Linked DNA regions of Rattus norvegicus: region 2 is linked to region 1. The links are chromatin contacts, called in public Hi-C maps. All regions are on one chromosome and are shown on one strand. Each heading gives the region's core, a stretch centred on a gene start, on an enhancer-like site or on the middle of the called end of the contact. The rest is flanking DNA. Distances are from core to core; before and after follow the strand shown. Region 1 holds the start of Sh3bgrl2 (SH3 domain binding glutamate-rich protein like 2). Region 2 overlaps Sh3bgrl2 (SH3 domain binding glutamate-rich protein like 2).

What was found. A called contact is a pair of places that touch in the nucleus more often than the background predicts.
Region 2: a Hi-C map of liver shows a contact between it and region 1, with 1.8 times the contacts expected there. The contact joins the enhancer-like site here to the promoter of Sh3bgrl2 in region 1. A contact is called at or near these places in 3 of 12 Hi-C or Micro-C datasets (the Rat2 cell line, liver and mammary epithelial cells).

The regions. Positions count from the first base shown.
Region 1 is chr8:93,338,108-93,343,998 of GRCr8, reverse strand. It overlaps Sh3bgrl2 (SH3 domain binding glutamate-rich protein like 2), which reads right to left and starts at 2,850. Exons shown (of 4, transcript NM_001389250.1): 1 at 2,658-2,850. The coding sequence starts at 2,702.
Region 2 is chr8:93,386,599-93,392,489 of GRCr8, reverse strand. Sh3bgrl2 (SH3 domain binding glutamate-rich protein like 2) reads right to left here. Exons shown (of 4, transcript NM_001389250.1): 4 at 1-1,780. The coding sequence ends at 1,769. Among named protein-coding and RNA genes, the nearest start is that of Sh3bgrl2, 48 kb to the right of the region's middle. Within about 2 kb of position 3,054, at least 27 of the 93 cell types and tissues checked have an H3K27ac peak or open chromatin away from gene starts, as enhancers often do. A contact at or near this core is called in liver, where this site is marked.

The DNA of each region.
Region 1 (5,891 bases), core at 1,601-4,100:
TTCTATAGGATATTCCCATTCCCGTAAGAGGTATGTCCTTGAGCTGCAAGTCATTACGGAAGGTTGCACCTTTTCTAGCTGATGTCCTCACCTGGTCTGTGGATGCCTCAAGAACAGAGACCACACCTCTATCTCTTAGGCTTCCCTGTCAAGATCAAGGACAGAGCTGGGCAGGGTAGGGGCAGACCAAAGCAAATTCTGTTTAGTACAAGAGTGAAAATAACCTTTTAAAATTAAAGTCACAAATATTTTAATATATTTCCTGGACAAAGTTACCAAGACCTCCCCTGTCAGGTACACATACATCATAAATTAATATTTTAAATGACCTGTAATGGTAAACATGCCCATGGTATAATGTGGTGTAGTTTTTATTACCTAGTACAAGCAGGCTTCTCCCTGAAGCTGGAGAGGTTGAAAAGACACTGACCCTTCATGTTAGTCATTCCTACTGTGGAAGCTCCAGAGCTCATGAGAACCAGAGGAGAGGAGGACTTTCCCTAAACACTCTGTGTAAATGTCCTGCTGCCTGGGTTTACTTAGCTAGGTCTAATTCCCGTCACATTCCTTCCTTGCAGTTTAACATACTTTAGCTAAAACCAATCTGAGATGGGAATTAACACTGTTTGTTCTTTCACAGACGGGTACAGGATAAAAAAAAAAGTGCCACCAGTCAACCAACACCAGCAGAAGAAAATCACAGCCTTCCCACAAAACCTTAATATAGATTAATATTGTAAGTACCATTAGCCTCCTCAACTAAGAGTTCCTTATGGCTAAGAAGTCAATATTCTTGCAGATAAGCATAAACTTTATATAACCTAAAATATCAATACTGCTGCACAGAAAAACTGTACATGAAATAAGAGATTATATTACAAAATGGGGAGACTAGATGAGTGTTTCTAAGACCTGAAAAGAGTACGTTTTCAAACAGCAGACCAAAGTGCATAATTAGTGTTTACAGGCTGTGTCTATGTGGTAACTGGGGGTAACCTCCCAATCTGAAAAACCACATCAGACCACGGGGATCTGAGACTCAGTTAAAAAACCAAAGTGGAAGAACTCCACTTTGAAGCTAACCAGTCTACAGTTCAAATGAAACAAGCTGGCATGAGCTTCACCCACATTCACTCAACTGACAGGATGAAAGCATTTTGAAAGGACAGCACAATTCTGCAGGCCTCAAAAGCCTTCATGGCCCAGGAGAGAGAGAAGGGCAGAGCTTGGGCGGCGCTGGTCCCCACACTGGGCAGCACACTAGAACTTACTTCTTCAATTAAGTTCCATGTACAAAACATTAAACCCAGACTCAAGTCCCACAGTAGGCAGACACCAAATACTCGTGTGTTAATGGAATTGATGAATCCAAGTCACAGGATGCAGGTCTGGATACATGATGGGGAAGACAGGTAATTCACCTCTGACTTTCCCAACACAACGAAAGAGTCACCTCTGAAATCAATAAACTGCTTTTGAAATAATTACCGAAGCAGGTAGGTTCTTGGTGGGACCAAAAGCTCTATGGTGATCCATTTAAATAAATCTATGTGGGAGACAGTACATTCCACTGGGCTCGGCTTTAACAGGGAAAAAATGTTTAAGAGGCACCTATGACTAAGCAATAGCAAAAAATCGAGGAGTTTGAGAGCCGAAACCTGCCCGCACAGACAGGTAAGGCAGGGTTTCCCCAGCTACCGTGTCCAGTAAAAACTTGGTCCTTCTAGTAAAAAGATTGGGCTAAGAGTTTCAGTGGTTTACGGGGATTTTCTAAGTAGTATTTTATTCTGCCCTCTACCCCACCCACTTAAATTCTAACACAATCTGCCTACTGGGCAGGCAACTAGCCAGACTAAACTTTACAACAATCATTCTTGTACTTTCTTCCACATCTGATTAAGTATCTGACAAAGGAGACTTTTAGAGATACAGTTTAACTCTTAACTAAGGCAATCAAGTCTTAATAATTAAGTAAAACATGACTGACCCCCTACACATGCATTACGTGTGTCTCAGTGGACTTTCCATCACACATGTCCATTAATTCTTAAAGTGTGACATCTCTAGTGATTTAACTTCTTTTAAAGAACAATATTCCCCAAAGAAGTCAACGCTCGACAAACAGAGTAGCTAAAGATAGAAAACACTATTTATTCTTAAAAGGAAATTTACCATAGCTGAAGAACAAGGGAAAGGGCAAATGTAAAAAAGTATCTGTAACACCCTAGGCTAAAAAGCGACAAAGAAATCAAATAACTGCTTTAACAGGACAAGTGTGGTTTACTCAGGTGGTTTACTCTTTGCTCAGGTGTAAAACTAAAAAAGAGTTGCTGGGATCGAGAAGATGAGGAGCAATTAAAATAAAAAAAAGTGTTTCCTCCAGACGTCAGGTCAGCAAATCAAAGTAGTCTAAACTCCCATAAAAAACAGAAGCCGACGGGGTGTTCCAAGTCTGGAACCTCTAAACTCAGCAAAGGGCCGCTGGAGCCAACACCTGCGGCAGGGGACTAGCTCCCATGGTTCCCCTCGCCAGCGGCCAGCGCGGGCAGTGTGACCCCAGCGCGTCAACCGGGTCCGAGCCCGGCGGTCACCTGCCCGCGCGTCTTCTACGGGCGCACGCGCCGCGCGTCTCCCGCGATCCCGCCCGCCCGGCTCACCGCCACGAAGCCTGAGCATGAGGCGACGAACACGCGGACCACCATCCTCTCGCTGCGTCAGGGATCGTTGTTGACACGGACACAGAAGCTGAACGCGACTGAGGCTGCTGCCGACTCCCGAGCGACCGTCGGGAAAGACCGCAGAGACACGTCTGGCTCCCGCCGCTCCGCGGATGAAAGCCCAGCGCCTCCGCCGCGGGCTGAGCGGGAGGCGGGTGGGGCCAGGCGGCCGCGGAGACTGACGGGAGTTGTAGTTTCCGTGGCGCCTAGAGTGACCAGGCACTGCGCCCCTTCCACCCCACGCTTGCTTTTGGTAAATTAATCGTACACGCAGGTGGTTTAGGAAGGACCCGGAGGCGGAGAAGCTATGTGGCGGGAAGCCAGCTTACGAGGAAGCAGCAAACTAGACAAAGGCTGGGTGGTGCATAGTCCAACCAAAGCTTGGGTTTTGTTTGCGGTGGAGACGGGTGGAGCATGCTCCATAAGAAATAGTCGGGGCTGGGGATTTAGCTCAGTGGTACAGCGCTTACCTAGGAAGCGCAAGGCCCTGGGTTCGGTCCCCAGCTCCGAAAAAAAGAACCAAAAAAAAAAAAAAAAAAAAAAAAAAAAAAAAAAAAAGAAATAGTCACAGAGCTGCGGAGACCCACTGTTTTAGATACGTGCACAGGCACGCCCCAGAGACCTTAGCAGCTCAGGGGCTTAGACAGGCATGACAGTGGTTTGAGCTTTGTTTTTTCCTGCAACCCTGAACAACCGTGGGAAAAGGGTGGTGGTTGTTGTTGTTGTTTTTCCTGGAAGTGGTTTTCTTGTGTAGCCCAGGCTGGCCTGGAACTCACTTTCTTCCTTCAGCCTCCCTAGTAGGTATCACCATGCCTAGTTTGCAAAGGGAATCTCTTAGGTAAATGAAACCGGTTTTCACCTTTATTCTAAAGACACTGAAAATTGCAAACCCAAATGAGAACAAAACCGATATTTTATTTTTCGTTGCAAAACTGTAATTGTAGTAGAAAAAAAGTACCGATAGAAATGAAAATCCTCCTATCAACACTGGGAATCAGAACCCACCCACCCCACCCCCTACCCCTCACAATGCCTTTGCCTTTGTGTCCCTACTGATATTTACAGTTGAGCCAAATCTCTGCCTTTTTCGAAGCCTCTGTGCATTCCAGCGCTGTATCCCAGGAGAATACCATTAAAGAGAAAGCTTTCACAAAGTGGCTAAGAGGTTACGAATAGTGCTTTAGCAGGTTGTATTGGCTTGGCTAAGGCTCAAGCCGCTCATAGTTTTGTAGAAGTGAACCAGTTTTCCTCACATTACTGTACTTACTTTCTTCATTTCAGCAGGGGACTTTAGCAGCGTTCTGGGAACGCTGTTAATTAATTCTAGAGAGAAGGAAGTCGCCCACGTTGGCAAGTTTCTGGGACAAATGGTTTCTTAAAGGATTTTGTTTTTTAGGCTTACTAATATTTCAAGTTTCCAAACTTTCCTGTTGCTTCTGTTTTAAACAGTTGTGTGTGTGTGTGTGTGTGTGTGTGTGTGTGTGTGTGTGTGTGTATTTTGTTTGTGTAGATCCATTCAGCACAGCATACTTGTAGACGTTGTGGGACAACTTGTAGGAGTTTCTCCTTCCACCCTGTGGGCCAGGATTAGCAGCAAGTGTCTTTACCCATTGAGCCATCTCACTGGCCCCTTCATTGCTTATCTTAATCCACTTTTGTCATAGGCCTCTTTAAATTTAGTAAAATGAGAGTATATAATCCTGGCAGGTCTTTATTTCTTTTTAATGTTAAAAACCTAAATATTAGTTCTGCTGTAGCTATAACACTGTAAATTTCTTTAACCTTTGCTATCGCAAACATGGAAACGAAGGCATATGAAATGTGAAGTAATTTTCACAGAAGTAGATACATTATTTCCTGTATAAATGTGGGTCTTTACAAAAGGAACCATTTTCCGGCAATATAGAATTAATATAGCAATGGAGATTAACAGCCTAACAGCCGAACTCGGAAGCACTCTGAGCAGAATGGATAAAAGGAATTGACTAAGTCATTTCCTCAGTCAGCAAATTGGAACTGGGGCTGGGGAAGTCAGGCAGCATGAAGCTGTGACAGAACTCACAGCTTTGGGGAACTGTGTCAGTCATCTTCCTGTTGCTGTGACAGATCACCTGGGACAACTTAAAGAGGGGAAGGTCAGCCAGGTGAGGTAGCACAGGTCTGTGATCCCACCACTTGGGAGACCAAGGCTGGAGGAGGTGAGACCACATACTTCATGGCACCAGAGAGCAAAGAAAGAGAAAAGGAGTGGATCTCAATGGTGTGCCTCCAAGGTCATGTCTGTAGTGACTTAGCCTTTTTTCTATTAGGCCTCACTTCCTAAAAGTCCCACTGCATCCCAGTAGAGCCCCCACAGACTGGAAACCAAGGCTTCAGTGCATGAGCCGTTGGGAGATGTTCACAAAATCGAAGCCAGGTCTTGTTGTCTGCTTTATAAGACCCAGAAAGCTAAAGGAGCAAGCCAGTAAGAGGAGGACAGTAAGGCAGATGGGGACTGACAGCTGCACCAACAACCCTGGCAACGCTGTGAGTTAAGGGGTTCTCACCCTACAACCTGTCATGTTGGCCCTCTGCCCATATTTACAAATAAAGTTTTATTGGCACACATTCCATATTGCTTAGGGCAGAATATGAAAGACGCCACAGTCCTCCTGGTCTGATGCTCTATCTCCTTGCCCTTTACAGAGAAAATTTGCCAACCCATTTCTGGTTTAGCCTGTTCTGCTAACACAGACTGGAGTGGGGTGACACACCTCTGTCTATATCATAAATTCTCTGACTCGATTAAGCCATCACAAGTGGCTTTTGTTTTGCACAAAGAACCCAAACAATTTCATACTTAATCTGTAATAGTCCAAGGACAAATTAAAGATTATTGAGATAATAACTCTGGGGCTTTTTTTTCTACCTCTGATTTTAAAAAAAATTGATTTCTAGAGATTATATGCAAGACAAAATATATGCTCAATCCAGGAACCAAGTGAGGAAAGCAGAGACCGAGATAGAGAACAAACTGGAGGGGTACCTTGGAGCTCCTGAGATCCTGATCTCTGGATAGATCAAGCTGGCAGGTCAAGCTTGATGACCAGATTCAGGAGGCCAAGAGATTCAGAACTGCAACCTCGTCACATTAGGCTTGATCTCCTCCAGGACTCACACTAGACCATCTGCCAA
Region 2 (5,891 bases), core at 1,805-4,304, 48 kb before region 1:
CATTCCTCAGAAGACTCACAAATTCAAGCACAATATCCAGTTAGAGGAGGAAAAACAAAACACAAAAACAAAACCCTGGAACCTCCCCGGGATTTACCAAATGGAATTTTTCCTGGATCTTGTTTAATACCGGTCAGCCACTAATACCCACAACTTGACAAGCTTTCCTTGGACAGAAAATTGTGCACCGGTCATTTGGTCATTCATAAAGGAAGCTGTCCTCCTCTCTTCTTGATGCAACAGGATCTCAGCTTCAGCATGCGGAGCAGAGCACGTTCAGCAAAGCTTGAGGTGGGCTGGCAAAGGGGGCCGCTTGTTTGACCTTTCAATTTCGCAAACATTTCCTTCTCAGAATCAGAGCGAGAGGCCAGCACCACCCTGCTAGGACTAGGCCGAGATTTCAATCAGCCTCTTTCCTGTTCAAGGCCATCCCTATGTGCGAAACTAACTCTAAATATGCCATGATCCCGGCGAGTGAAAATCACACGTCAGTGTTCACCCAGGGGGAGCAGGGACTTTGCCTCCCAAAGACATTCAGGACCATGCTCTAGACAGCCCTTCCTGTCTGTGCTGCTTGAAGTCTCACTTGTGCTCAAGAGTGCAAGAGTGCCTATCTGTGTTATTCTGAAAAGCCCAAGTCTGTGAGCTGGACTGAAATAGAACTAGGAGGGTAGAGACTAAGGTAGGTAACATGGGAAGTCACACGAGGCAGCCAGCCTGGTGTCTCTTTCCTTTCCACTGTACTGGAGCTGAGTGCAGAATCTGTGTGTGCTATGCATTGTTCTACCGCTGAGCCCCAGCCCCGGCAGGACTGGCGTCAATGGCTCACAAAATATATCTAACCAAGCATTTCCTTTCTCCAAAAATATAATCCCTTCACAAAATAGAACCAGCAGCTGTTACTTTGGGGAGCTGCATTTAAAAATATATGTGCATGTGTGTGCAAGCAAACTACAAGAGCTGAAAACGCTTCTGCACACTGACAGAGCAAACTCTATTAACTTACTATATGAGCGGTGCACCTCTCAAAATAGACCTCTCAAGGAGGCTTATGCATACAGTGAAACTTCCCCCTTGCAAGATATAAAGAAGGAGACATTTTCCAAAGCAGCAATTCTTTTCTGCCTTGTAACTTGGCTGTGATCATTAGATCTTGCAATGGTGGTTTTGGAAGCACCTGGAGAATATACAGAAGTGAGGGTCTCCACTACAGAACGGAGTTGAGAGCATCTAGCTTTTCCAGCAGGCGTTAAGTAGCAGAGTAGTGACATTTGTGACGCTACCACAAGAACCCTCAGAGTCCTTTGTCAGCCAGCACTGCTTTCTTCTTTTGGATTCAATGATGTTACCATCCTGGCAAAATGGTTTCAAGGATGGCAGGCAGGCAGCTTAGAGAGGAATGGGTTTCTGCAAGACCGGTTTCTAATAAACCCTAGGGTAGGTCCAGTGTTTTTTCCCTGATGGTGCTACCCAATTATCTGTCAGTCATTAAGGAAGCCGACCTGTCACAGAGGAGAGTACTTTCAGGTGAGTGGAGCAACTGCAGACAAATCAGAAAAATAAGAGAACCACCACCACAGTCCTGATTGGCTCAGAGCAATCACGCAGTCCCCATTATTCCCACATCCTCCAAAAACACCTTCTCCGGGTCAAGCGAAGTTACAGATTGTGTGTGTGGCTTTGTCACAGTGATGCATCAGGTAAGCAGGTGAGTGCTGAGTACCAGGGGATGCTCCAAAATGCAAGTCCATCACCTTCCACTCTACCTCTAAGGTTCAGCCTACAGAACAGAAGGGGGAAAGGCACGGTTATTATGCTGCATTGACAAGAACATGGCCTTTGGCAGTGTTGTTTTAATGTCAGGAACAGGTATGAGGAGGGCTATGATGACTCACCCCACGCTACTGATAGAAGTGAGTCCTGGCTTTTAAGCCAGAGCCTCCATTTCAGTCACACACCCAAACTGCAAACACGCAAAGAAAAGCTCCACTTTTCAGTAGCCACTGAGTCTTTCTTTGAACACGGCTGTGCCGCTAGCTCACAGTAGGTAGCTGTAACCCAGGAGCATGAAGAGGCACTGGTTAAGGGTGATCCCAGATGAGTGACATCATCAAAATGGTCACAACATTCAGAAAGCATCACCATCCCTATTGTCCAAGTGCTATTCTGTCTGTCACATGATGCAAATGAACAAATGTCACCAAGAAGCCAGTGCATTTGCTGCAATAGTGCAGTGCAATCAGCTGTTATGGATTTGGTAATCACCTCCTAGCAGCAAATATTCCCCTAAGAGGATCTCCTTGGAGATTATTAGAATAACCGCACTTCAGCAAACCACTGAACTGAGAATAGGACCCCCGTTGAAGGAATCAGAGAAAGAACTGGAAGAGCTTGAAGGGGCTCGAGACCCCTTATGAACAACAATGCCAAGCAACCAGAGCTTCCAGGGACTAAGCCACTACCTAAAGACTATACATGGACTGACCCTGGACTCTGACCCCATAGGTAGCAATGAATATCCTAGTAAGAGCACCAGTGGAAGGGGAAGCCCTGGGTCCTGCTAAGACTGAACCCCCAGTGAACGTGATTGTTGGGGGGAGGGCGGCAATGGGGGGAGGATGGGTAGGGGAACACCCATAAGGAAGGGGAGGGGGAGGGATTAGGGGGATGTTTGCCCGGAAACCGGGAAAGGGAATAACACTCGAAATGTATATAAGAAATACTCAAGTTAAAAAAAAAAAAAAAAAAAGAATAACCGCACTTCATGGCTTTTCTTGACAATTGCTGGTGAATGGGCCCCCTTCCTCATCAGGGGATACCATGGAGGCCTGCCACTGTCAACTCCTGTCACTCCACACTCCCATCCTGTTATATCCACCTTTCTCAGCTTCGATGGAAGTAGAAACTTTAATTCTACAAGGCAATACATTTACCTTTTACATTAACAAGTCCTATGCAAGACAAACAATATGTCCTGGGCCAGTGTGGCTGTTAGGCCACCATTGAGTGATCTCTGTCCTTCTCCCATTGTCTACTTTGGAGCACAGCCCAGTCAGAGGCAACTCGTTCCTGCCTGTGAATCATCAACGCTATCTCCTACCACTGTGTGGGGGCAATTACAGACGTTAACAGTGAGCTTCTGTGTTTGCTGGCTGGCTTCCTCTTACGTACGCATGGTGCAGGTGGCAGACAGAGGACAAGGGTCACTTTTGCTGAATCACATCTGTGACCACGTTGTCCAAGCCTTAAACTGCACACTTTATAATGAATTATAACTAATGTAAAACTAAGCAACTAGAAGGGGGAGGCACCTGTGAGCTGTTACACTTCCACTTATGTCCGAGGAAGACGAAGTATGTGGGCTGCTGCACTCTACGGTTCAGATACCAAGCCAGCCAGTTCTGTGCTCTCTCCCAACAATTCCTGCCCAGGAACTTCGTTCCCAGGCTTCCAACCTATTGAGGGACCAACTTCAAATGGACTAAGACCAGATATCACAAAGATCATGAACCCTGCATAGATTGTAACTTCTTTACAAATGCTAAGGAGAATACATTGTGGGCTTTTGTTACTGTTGTTTTGAGTCAGGGTTTCAAGCAGTCCAGTCTGGCCATGACCTTGCTATAGAACCAGGGAAGACCTCACATTTCTGATTCCCGTTCTCCATCTCTACTGTGTTAGAGTTACAGGGATATCATACCATGCTCATCCTAGTCAGTTCTCGGGATTGAAACAGGATTTCATGTGTGCTAAACAAGAACTGTAGTGGACAAACTCATTGTCTACTGCAGTGGCTCTCACCCTTCCGAATATTTTGCCCCTATACTGTAGTTCCTCATGCTGTGGTGACCTCCAACTCTAAAATTATTTTCACTGCTACCTCATAGCTGATATGCAACCCCTGTGAAAGGCTCATTTGACCCTCCCACAGGGGTGATGACCCACATATTGAGAACCACTGGTCTAAAGTCTAAAAACACCAGCCTGATGAATCTCTGAAGAATCTGTACCTTGGGAGAAAATAAGAACAAAGATGGTGTGCACACAGAATTTTCTACGAGGTTCTGACCCAGTCTACTGGGATCTTGCCTCTGTAAGGTAATCCTTGCCTCAGCATTTCCCCACCACACACACTGCTCCATCCCCCAGTTCTCTGAAGATGAATCTGGATTGTTTAATATCTTTGGGTGATATATTTTATACAAATACTAATTTTCTTAACAAATATTCAATGTCTGACTTGTATAAAAATAGTTTTAAGAACCTGTAAATACTTTCTGTGTGGGTGCCTCTGCTAACAAACCTGTGCATAGGACCACCCACGGGCCATCTGCGGCCTGCTGACGTACAGACAAAGCGTGCTGTCACAGTGGAGGCTCTGCTTCACAGGCGCTGCTGCAGGGCCTCTATTATCCAAGGCCACTGCCTCCCTCCCTCTGACGCTTCCCACAGTACCTGTCCCAGGCAGCCTCAAAGGACCTGTTACTCAGACAAAGCCTCCACAATGCACTACAGGTTCAGCTGCATTCAAATGCACTTCAGAACTGAGCCCCGACTGAGGCCGGAGCCAAGCCTCAGTCACTGTGTGTGTGAGGATTGTGAGGCACACTGGAAAGCTGTCAACATGGTTGGCTCTTGTAGTGATTTCAATATTCTAGTTCACACATATTTACATCTCTATAATTTAAAAGAATAAGCCTAACTTACTTTCCTAGTCACAAGAAGTCTTTTTAAATGAAAAAAACCAAACTACTAACTTACTTGGTAAGAACCTTTTTATTTTTAAAGTAAATCTTGTGCTTTATATGGTTGTGAAAATATCCATTATTTCTAAGTCTCTGCATAAGACAGACTCAGGTTCTTCATGTTATCCAAAAGATGTGACTTGATAAAGAAGCTTTAAAAATACTCAGATCGGATTAGGAACTGCAACACGTCTTTCAAGTCTGATTCCAGAGATGCCTCTCAAATGTGGCTCTGCTCCTGCCATTTCACAAAGCTGCTGCCCCTTGGCATCTGTGGGGATCCAACCTGAGCTGGGACCCCAGGATTCTCTACTCTCTCCAGTACACAGCACCTGCACTTCTGTGCACACCCTCCTGTCTCCGCCACGGTTCGAAGCAGCTCCAGGTGACTGAATGCTTTTAACGAGACATCTATGCAAACAGGTGTTATGCTGCATTACTTAATAAGGACAGGAACGCCTAGTGCATGGCACAGGCAAGAAGGATCTCTGTGAGTTCAAGGCTAGCCCAATCAACAGTAAGTTCTAAGACAGACACAGAAAGGCACTGTCTCAAAAGAAATGAAGCCAGGCTTGGTGGCGAATGCCTTTAATCCCAGCATCAGGAGGCAGAAGCTGGTGGATCTCTGAGTTCCAGGGTGTCCTGGTCTGAGAGAGTGCTAGGACAGCCAGTGCTACAGGGAGAAACCCTGTCTAAAAAAAAAAAAAACAACGACAAAACAAACAGAAATGAGGACAGCACAAGCTGTACATGCTCAGCAAAGATGTGATTTTTTTTCCTCAATATTTTCGATCTGTGATCAAACAAATCATAAATGTGAAAGGTATAGTCACGGGGTAAAACATAATACAAATTTATAATTTAAATAAAAAGTAGCTACCAATTTTGCTACCTTAAATTCCTCTTCAAAGAATAGGGTCATAAATTAAAAGTCAACTAGTAAACTGATTTAAAGAAATCAAAAATTGTGTGTGGAACACTGCAGCCTGTATTTACTGGAGAGACTGAAAGTTTAGCAGAGTGGATATAAGCGCCTCTCACCCATTCAACCCCAGTCCCTAAGGTCTACTCCATTGAGATGAATTCTGAGAGCACAGAGGGCTTAACTACCATGGATGCTGAACTACGGTACAGGTACAGAGGGTT